Regions from separate parts of the Sus scrofa genome. Here region 2 is linked to region 1. Evidence: chromatin contacts called from public HiChIP or PLAC-seq data. All regions are on one chromosome and are shown on one strand. Each heading gives the region's core, a stretch centred on a gene start, on an enhancer-like site or on the middle of the called end of the contact. The rest is flanking DNA. Distances are from core to core; before and after follow the strand shown. Region 1 has its middle 40 kb from the start of ZNF148. Region 2 overlaps SLC12A8 (solute carrier family 12 member 8).

What was found. HiChIP or PLAC-seq counts read pairs in DNA pulled down with a chosen protein or histone mark.
Region 2: a contact with region 1 is called in an H3K27ac HiChIP or PLAC-seq map of alveolar macrophages. The contact joins two enhancer-like sites. A contact is called at or near these places in 2 of 2 datasets of contacts at active chromatin or transcription factors (alveolar macrophages and skeletal muscle).

The regions. Positions count from the first base shown.
Region 1 is chr13:134,926,736-134,931,762 of Sscrofa11.1, reverse strand. No RefSeq gene overlaps it. Among named protein-coding and RNA genes, the nearest start is that of ZNF148, 40 kb to the left of the region's middle. Within about 2 kb of position 2,027, at least 4 of the 83 cell types and tissues checked have an H3K27ac peak or open chromatin away from gene starts, as enhancers often do. A contact at or near this core is called in alveolar macrophages, where this site is marked.
Region 2 is chr13:135,192,837-135,197,863 of Sscrofa11.1, reverse strand. All of the region lies in intron 6 of SLC12A8 (solute carrier family 12 member 8), which reads right to left. Among named protein-coding and RNA genes, the nearest start is that of HEG1, 73 kb to the left of the region's middle. Within about 2 kb of position 2,098, at least 29 of the 83 cell types and tissues checked have an H3K27ac peak or open chromatin away from gene starts, as enhancers often do. A contact at or near this core is called in alveolar macrophages, where this site is marked.

The DNA of each region.
Region 1 (5,027 bases), core at 778-3,277:
GATAAAAGAATTCTAAGGGAAAATTATAAACACAAGGTCAAAAATACAATCAGACTATATATCTACACATAAAATTCTGTTGTTTTCACCTAGCAATATATGAGAAACATCTTTCCATATGTCATTAAATATCTTTTGCCATAGTATTCCTAATGACTGGACCGCATGGGTAATTCAATGTATGAAGAGTCACACTTCATTGAACTGATCCTCTCATGTCAGAAAATTAGGTAATTTTTCAGAGTTCCCATCGTGGCTCACGGAAATGAATGCGACTAGGAACCATGAGGTTGTGGGTTCGATCCCTGGCCTCACTGAGTGGGTTAAGGATCTGGCATTGCTGTGAGCTATGGTGTAGGTCGAAGACCCTGGCCTCGCTGAGTGGGTTAAGGATCTGGCATTGCTGTGAGCTATGGTGTAGGTCGAAGACTCGGCTTGGATCTGGAGTTGCTGTGTTCTGTGGCTAGGCTGGCAGCTGTAGCTCCAATTAGACCCCTAGCCTGGGAACCTCCCTATGCCACGGGTGTGGCTCTGAAAAGATTTTCAAGTTTTTCTGCCATTAAAGGCAATGTGAAGATATATAAAATTTTGTATATCTGCCCATGTAGTCAATGGCTATTTCTTGAGCATCCAGTGATTATTACTGGGCACAGACATGGTATATGGTGATGAAAGTGATGGACACAGTTCTCATCTTCATGGACTTTGCAGCTTGACAGGGAAATGAGAACATTAAGAAATTTCAACACTTTTGTGATAAATAGTAGAGAAATTATAGGGTGTTAAAGAAACACATGGTCAGGAAGTCTAACCTACTTAAGATTTTCCTGAGAAAGTGGTATTTACTCTGAGACCTGAAGAATGAGAGGAGGTAAGCTAAGAAAAGAATTGCAAATAATACTTTAGGGAGAAAGAACAGCATGTGCAAAGGCCTGATTGTGAGAAGAGCAAGGCACACTTAAGATGAAAGAAGTTCAGTGGCAAGTCATCAAGGGCTTTGGCACTGAAGGATGTTAAGCATGGGCCTGTCATGGTCAAAATTTTTGCTATAGAGCTCCTGTTGTGGCTCAGTAGGTTACAAGCCTGACTAGTGTTTATGAGGATGCAGGTTAAATCCCTGGCCTTGCTCAGTGGGTTAAGGATCCAGTGTTGCTGGGAGCTAATGGCCCGGATCCCGCATGGCTGTGGCCTGGGAAATTCCATGTGCCATAGGTGTGGCCATAAAAAAAGCAAAAAAAAAAAAAAAAAAAAAAGTTTTTTGCTATAGAAGAAACACTCCGGAGTACAATGGACATGGGATTGTAGTGTAGCATGACTCAAGGTTGGGAGGCCATTGAGGAAGCTGTTCCATAGCCCAGGCAAGAAAGGGTGGTGAGCTCGAAGAGGATGTTGGCAGTGAGGACTCAAAGAAGCAAATGGACAACGTGGCAGATATTTAGGAGAGGCTGATTCATTTGATGTGGGTGGTCAGGGAGAGGAGAGTCAAAGCTGAATCTCAGGTTTCTGACTTTAGCAACCAGGCGGTGCCATCGACTAGGCTCAGGAGAAAGAGGTGAGAGGGATGAGAGATGAGTGTTCTGTTGGGTAATGTTGAGTTTGAGGTTCCTACAAATTTCCCAAAGGGCAATAACCAAAATGCAATTGGATACATAGATTTGCAGCTCAGGATCTCTCCTGAGACCTAGACTGGAATTCTAGATTTGAGATCCATCAGCGCATGGGTTGTAATCCAAGCTTTGGGAGTGGTGGGAATTGTACAGAGAGAACATGTAGGTGGAGAAAGAAAAGCACCTGGGGCAGACCCTGAGGAACAGCGCCAACACTGAAGGGACAGGCAAAGGAAAAAGACACCTAGAAGGAATAGCTAACAAGATAGGGAGAACACCACAGGGTGGGGAGGAATGCAGCTTTACAGAAGCCAGAAGCCGAGGAAAGAGCTTGTGTCAATAGGAAGGGCATGACTAATAGCATCATATATTTCTAAGAAGTTAAGAAAGACAAAGGCTGAAAAGACTCCATCAGATTTAGCAACCACCTACATGACATGACCACAGAAGTGACGGAAGTGAGTTGGGCATGGTGACCAGGTCACCCAGTAGTTAGCTGAAGTTGAGGAATCAGCCAATCTCTCTGACTCTTGACTCAATTTGAGAGCCACTGTCTTTATTCAAGCAAGTTTAACTCATCTACATTTATTTTAATAGTGATTTTATTTGGGTTTGCCTCTTTCATTTTGTTTTATGCTTTCTAGTTTGTATGTGTCCATGCTCTTTCTTTTCTACTTGATTCCTTGCTGAATAGGCCACTGTGTTTACCATTATCTCCTAAAGTGAACTAGGGGTAAGCAGCCAGCTTTTAATTCTACTTACTTGTGGAACCAGAATTTGAACCCACGCAGAAACCAGTAGAACCAGAATTTGAACTCTGGAGCTCACGGTCTCAGTCACTAACTCTACTCTCTCTCTTGTGACCCCAAATATCCTAAAACCCATAGAAAATTAATGTGCTCTTGAAAATAGTTACAGCAAAAGGGCAACACTTTCACTCATAGAAATAGACCTTGGAGAACTAATCAGAGAATTATGGATACAGATATTCACTGCAGTATTATTTATAATGATATGAATTTACATAGGTTTTCCTTTTATTTTTTTAAATTTTTTTGCTTTTTTAGGGCCACACCCATGGCATATGAAGGTTCCCAGGCCAGGGGTCTAATCGGAGCAACAGCTGCCGAACCCACGGAGCAAGGCCAAGGATCAAACCTGCAACCTCACAGTTCCTAGTCGGATTTGTTTCCACTGTGCCATGCCAGGAACTCCAGGTTTTCCTTTAAAAAAAAAAAACAAACAAAAAAAACCCCAGCTATTCCTCTCTAGTGCTTGACTTATCTTTTTGTTCGTGTTAATAATTTTGGGGGAGTTCCTGTTGCAGCTAAGCGGTAACTAACCTAACTAGTATACATGAGGATGAGATTTTGATCTCTGGCCTCTCTCAGTGGGTTAAGGATCCAGCATTTCCAGGAGCTGTGGTGTAGGTGGCAGACACGTCTCAGATCCTGCATTGCTGTGACTGTGGCGTAGGCCAGCGGCCACAGCTCGGATTCATCCACTAGCCTGGGAACTTCCATATGCCACAGGTACGGCCCTAAAAAGAAAAATAATAATAATGATAATAATTATAGTTACTATCATTATTATTATGGATCTTGTATCTGAATTTAGCTGTAAATTGAGCACATACCTCGAAATGCTGATTGAAAAAACATTCACATTAAAATCTGTGCCCTGCTTGCTTCCCGAGTTGGCTGACTGTTTACAACACAGAGTAAGACTTGACATATAAGGGCGAAACAGCTCAGAGTCCATCTGAAGGAGGCAGAAGAGGCAGGCATTTTCTGACATCAGAGCGGAAAGTATTACAAGACCTGAGAAATTTGGTTCTAGCACGTCTGGCAATGAAGCAGAAAGAAACACATTAAGTTACATAATTTCCATTGTCCAACAAGACAAAGAATTCAAACGAATTCTTTTGCGGAGGCAGCTTTTTCCGAGATCCAAAATCAAGCAGGAATTGATGTGAGTCGTCATAGAAAGGGTATCGAGGGACATTGACTATCTGTAATATCGTGATTCATAAAAAGCAGATATTTGGTCTGGAACAGAGCTCCCCAAACCCTTGGAATTTCCGGAGCTGGACGAGCCATGAGATCATCTTTTGTTGTAATATTCGATCGCTTTCCTCAGTTCCTCAAATTGCTTCAGTGCCATAAAGGTGAAATACGCGTCCTGTTTTTTATTCATAACACGTCCCTTTCAACCACAACTGACTTTATGCTAATGAAGCAATTTGTGGAAAGCACCTGAAAGGGTGCTGGCAACCCGAGGAGGCAGCCTTGTGAGTGGAGGGTTGAAAGTTTCAGTCTTACTCCCTGCCGGCTAGAGACTGAGTTCAAGCGCCAACGGCCAGTGACTGAATCCCTCGTGCTTATATAATGAAAAGCCTCCATGAAAACCCACAAGGCCAGGGTGCCGAGAGCGCTGCAGTTGGTGACCATACGGAGTTGGGGGGAGATGGAAAGGGCGTGGACGCTCCAAGTCCTTTCCAAGTCTTGCCCTTTGCATCTCTTCCATCTGCCTGTTCCTGAGTCATATCCTTTCATAATTAACTGGTCGTCGAGCCAGTAAAATGTTTCTCTGAGTTCTCTGAGCCCCATTAGCAAATTAATTGAACCTAGAGTAGGGGTTGTTGGAACCTCCAACCTATAGCCAGGAAGTCTGAAGCACAGGCGGCAAAGTGGATTTGTGACTGATCCGGGGTGGGGGGTGGGGGCATCTTGAGGGACTGAGCCCCGTACCTGTGGGATCCGGCTCTACCTCCAGGTAGACAGGGTCAGGGAGACCGAGCTGAATCGTGGGACACCCAGCTGTTGTGGGAGAACTGCTTGTCGGTGTGGGGAAACACCCCACACACACCCACCTCTGCCACACATTGGGACCCGGTGCTCAGACCCCTTACTACATTCAAACAGTTTATAAAGAAATCCTGTTAACCCTATGGGCCAGGGTGGCTTTCTGTGAACTTGCCGTAAAAAGGACACGACAAGATGTGGTCTCCTAACCTGGGGAAGGTATCTGTGCAAACAGATGAGAGTAGGTTCCAAGTCTTTTGGCTTCTGATCATATTTTTTTTTCTTTTCTTCCACTCATCTGGGGAGCTAGAGCACCAGCCCGGCGCTTTCAGATCTCGTGCTTTTTCAGCTTTGCCACAAAAGCACCCTCACGTGAATACAAGCTGGAGGTGGGTGAGAAGATGTTGTAGCCCAAAAAGGCCAGCTGTAAGCTAAAATTTGTTTGAGGATTTGCAATTTATATTTAAAATCCATGTGAATTACAGTCTGTTTCATAATGTGTTCCAGACAAAAATGTGTCCCCCTCCCTTAAAACTTCTAACAAAATTGGTGCTCCAGGAGGATAGGCTGTTTTTAACCTGAGTATCCCAGGGCCAGCTGCCCTGGACCTCACCAC
Region 2 (5,027 bases), core at 849-3,348, 270 kb before region 1:
TGTTTTTTCTAACCACCGCCTTCGTCGAGCACAGCGCCAGCAGACTGTCTTCACTGCTGCCTGTCATCACAGTCATACTTCCCACCCTATTTTCTTTTTTGAAACTAAAAATGAAAATTTGTAAGGGGGGAAAAAAGCCTGATCATTTTTTCTAGGCTTTTCTGGTGTCTGTTAGTTGTTTATTAAAGGACTACTTACTCTTTCTTAAAGAACTTCCAAGCTTCCTCCTGGGAGCTTCTTGATCCAAATCTGTGACCTCAGAAGCCCTCGATTTTCTCTTTCCATTTGTTTCTCTGCTGCCTGGTTTCTTTCATCTTTCAAAAAGTTCATAAATGTATTATTTCTCTTTTCCATTAAGGCAGAACGCCCAGGCACTGAAGTGACGGAGCCTTACCTGCTGCCTTTTGTTGCTCTTTGGAGGCAGTGTGGCTCTGAGCCTCAGCCTCCTCATCTGCAGATGGGGATAAGATTACTGACCTCGCAGGAGATTTATAAGGCATCTAGCAGGGCACCTGGCACCTAGTAGGTGCTAAAGAAATGCCTACTCAGGGAAGAGGGCTCCTTTTCTCGCTCAGAATCCCCTTGGGTTCCTAAGGACTCTGGCTGCCTCTCCTTACCTTCCACCTGATTTCTAAAACACCACTCCTCCTCCACATCTGGCTGATTGGTTTGTTTATTCAGCTGATCCTATAGGAATCTTTCATCCCCTCTTGCACTCTATTCTTGGAGGCCAAACTTGTCCCCCACCCTCTCGATGCTCAGGAGACGCTGCTGAGACAATGTCAAAAAATGGGACATTCGGACGCTGAGACTCCAACAAGGTTTGCTGGCTTCTGTGTCCTCTCTTCCAGCATCCTCTCAAAAGCACATGGAGCAATGGGGTTCATCATTTTCTGTCTGCATGACCTTGGGAAATCACCTGTCTGTATTCTTGTTTCCTCATCTGTAAAATGGATTAGTCATAGAACCCATGGGAGGATCCAGGCTCTGTGGGGCCTGAAACTTTTTAAAAAAATACAGAGTTATGAATAGGGCCTTAGATGGAGATCATGCAAGCGAGGGACCCTAAAGCCCAGACTTCATTAGCTTCATGGTAAACCTGCATCTGACAGAAGCAGTGGGGCCAAGTTGAGGTTTGAATGAAAGACTACTGTAACATGCTCAGCACGGTGCTCGATGTCATCCGCTATTGTAGTGATAAAGATTATTACAGATGTTCTAATAATTTTGATAAAATTATAAACTAATGCTATAAGTGAAACTGCAAAACACACAAGCAAAATAATGATAAAGCTTCCTTCCTTTCTCCTGTTCCTATTCACATGTCTGTCACAATGCAGTGGGGTGCGTGGGGTTTTAGAATAATGTACTTCATTGTGGCTTTTTGTTCCTTAAACCAGGACCCCGTTCTGGCCCAGCAGGTCCTTGTTCTCTCATTCACGAGACACATAACTTAGGAGGAGACCTAGGACATACCTTGGGAGGAGATGAATGCAGAAGGGAGCCTGGAGGCAGGGCCAGGGCTGATGCTCAGAGCTGAGCATCCCAGAGACTCTGTGTGTGTGTGTGTGTGTGTGTGTGTGTGTGTGTGTGTGTGTGTGTGTGTGTGTGTGTGTGTGTGTTAGGGTGGAGGGGGGTGAGGGGTGGAATCAGGCACAGGGAGGTCAAAGGGTGTCACAGAAATAGCAGGGCTCTGGACCACAAAGGTAACTGTGGATATTCTGGTAAAGGCTGCTGGTTTCCCCGCTACATTTTTATGCTGGGTGTGGTCAACCACAAGAGGCCCTCATCCCTTCCAGTAAGAGTTTGAGATTTGAGGACGAGGGTTACATGACTTCACACAATGGTATTATTCCTAGTGAATTTCCATTTCCTAGTTCCTCCATGTATTTACCGTGGATCCGTGGAGTGGCTGCATGTGTGTGTGTGTAAACCCTATAGGGAGAGACGTTTGTTTTTCAGGGAAGTTTGCTGGTATACCTCGGGGAAAGAAAGCACTTTCAGAGAGAAAGCAAACGCAGAGTCTTCCAAGGCCCCAGCCCCACCCTGCAGCCCCCACCACAGGGCGTGGTGCAGCGCAGTGAGAAGGACAGACTGAGACCTTGCTTCAGAAACCCAGAGGAGCCACGGAAAGCCCCGGCTTCAGCTGCTCTTCCCAGGAGGTCTCCTGCCCCTGGGATAAAAATCTCCAAAGTAACCTAAATAAAATGTCATTGGCCAGAGATGAGGATGCGGGGCAGGGGACTGAAGTGTCCGTTCTTCTAAAATCCTCTCCCCTGCCTACAATCTGGAGGTTCTCTTATTCCAGAAAAGGATGGCGTTGGAGGGAGCCCCAGCCATGACTCACTCAGAGCTAATCCTTGGCAAATCCATCACCATGGAAACTGCCAATCATCCATGCTTTTCATAGCTTAATGGAACATCTGCCAGGGGAAAGCCAAGCGATACAAATTGCTGACCTGCCTACCCTGTTTACACTGGGACCCCCTGAAAAACAGAGGGAGCCAGGGAAGGCAAGTCTCCACAGCAGGATGGTGGCCCAACTCCAGTCACTAATTAGCTGGGTGACCTTCCACGATCTTTCATAAGTTCTTTTGCCTTCCTCCTTTCCCCGGTGGTCAAATAAAGGGTCAGATCAGTGATTCTCAACCTGGTTGTGCCTGGAGGGGGTGGGGAGTGGGGTGAGGTAAAAGAGGCTTGTGTAGACAGCTTATTCAATAGTATCATTTCATATTTGGAATATTACAAAATGATTTTTTTATAATTTAAGCCACAAAAAAATAAAGCTTGATGAGTATTCTCAGGCAGCAATCATTCCCAAAGGAAGGACAAAGACACCTCTCTCTGGTCCAGGGAGGCACATGAGAATTTCCAGGGTCGTGCGGTTTTCAGTATGATTACCAAAAATGAAGATGGAGTAAAAGACAAAACATTGACAGTTGCTGGACCAGCTGATCTGGAATGTTATTCCAGCTCAAGCACTAGGCTTCCAAGCTCAGGCCACTGTGAACTCCTTACTGGAAGAGGACATGAGGGAGGGGGGGCTCCCCACCCCCTCCCCCTTCCAAACCGGGCTTCTCTTAAGGGACAATGTGCTAGCAGCGTGGAGGAGGCCTGGCAGGGTCCCATGGCTGAGGTAACCTCCCCAGGGGTGCTGGCCGCCTCGGAGGCCCACAGCCCTGCCTCAGGGGTCACTGCTAACCTGGCACCCGTGCCCAGCGGTGCTTGACTCACGGCCAGGCCTGAGGAAACACACACTTGGGTGGGAAGCTTCTTGGAGGGTTGGTGGGGAGGCTGGAAGTAGATGGTGATGAGGATGGGGGTGGGGGATGGGGAATGGGAGGGGCTGGAGAATACTCTCAGATGTTAACTTCTAAGATTTTTCCTCTATTTTATTTTCCCCTTTCCTTTTCTGTCCACTCAAGAGGAACTTGACCTTTATTCTACTGCCTTAGAGGAAATGCGTGGTGAAGCAGCAGCAGAATATGCCTGAGCACGGTTTGGGGTTCCGTTTCTCAGAAGCCCGGGCCCTTAGGAAATTGTACAGGGTTGAGGAAGCAGGAAAGAAGCTGCAGAATGACAGGGGAAAGCCTTGGGGGATGAAACCAGCATACTATATAGTTTGCAGAGCCCAGAACAAATAAAAATGTAAGACATCTGTTCAAAAATTATTACGAATTTGAGCCACAGTAAAGCATTAAACCAAGTATGGGGCCCTTCTGAGCTTGGGACCCAGCGTGAATGCCTACATCCATGCCTGTCCGCAAAGCTAGCCCTGGACAGCAATGTCCCCTTATTGGAACAGCGGATTGCCCCTGGAGCTGGGGAAGGAGAAAGGCCCACAGGATCTGAAACAACGGGGACCTGAGACCTATACCCTGGCAGCGCTGGTGGGAATCCGGCAAGATGCCAGAAAAGAGGGTCTGAGAAGTACACAGATTCTAAGCATAGGGTTCCCAGGCTCAGCAGATTTCCAGTCTCCCAAAGTAGCTCAGAAGCAGTTGAGAGCACAAACCTGAAGGGCTCAGCAGACGGGGCAAGGGGAGGGCCTGGCGCTGAGCACAGATGATGAAAGGCCAGAGCCCCTCAACACGCCTTGGCCCTCAGTAAGACTCTAGGACGCTGGGGCGGAATGGCAGGGTGAGGCGGAGACGCGATGAATGATGGACGTGCTTTCAGTCATCCTGGCAGAGGGCAGGCTCAGAGTCACTCTCTCTTTCCACTTCACTGAGATGAATGAAGCGCACTGTTTCTGGCGCACCTGGACTCGTAGAACAAGCTTCTATCTGCCACTACCGAGGCCCAGCTCCAGCCTCATTCCTGTGATTCCTGTGACCAAGCCTCCAAGGGGGGTCAGGTCTGAGCCGCTGCGGTTATCCAACCGAGAGATGAAGCTTGGACCAGAGTGGTCAGGTGGTAGAGATGGAGGGAAGCAGGAGGTAAAGGGGGCAAAGTTAGGAGAACAGGGCTTGGCGAGCACTGGTCAGGGAGAGGAGGGTCTCAGGAGTAAGTCTCCAGGAGCTGCAGGAACAACAGGGAGGGCTGCAGGGGCCATCTCCTGAGATCAGGAGTAGAGGAGGAGAACCAGTTGTGGGGGGAGGTGGGATGGGTTGGGTTCTAGGCATGCTGGGTCTGAGGTACCAACAGAGGATCTCACGTAGGCAACTGAACACATGATGTGAAGCTTAGAGAAGTCAGGGCTCGAGGCGTAAATGTGGGGAGTCGCCAGCTTTGGGGGTGGTCCCTGAACAATGGGCATGGCTGAGATCCCAAGGAAAAGAATAGAGAAAGAGGAGAGTTGGGGTCTGGGCCCAGACCGAAGAACCCCGACATTTAATGGGCAGGCAGAAGAGGATGCAGCTCCAAAGGCACGTGGGAGAGGTGGGGGAGCCAGGAGGGTGCTGCCTCCTCGAAGGCTCAGCAGGGAAGGAGAACGTGGAACACGGCTGGGAGGTCAGACACCCTGAGACCTTGTAACTGCTGCTGAGCTGAGAAACATGGAAGCCACGGACAACTTTGCAAAGAAC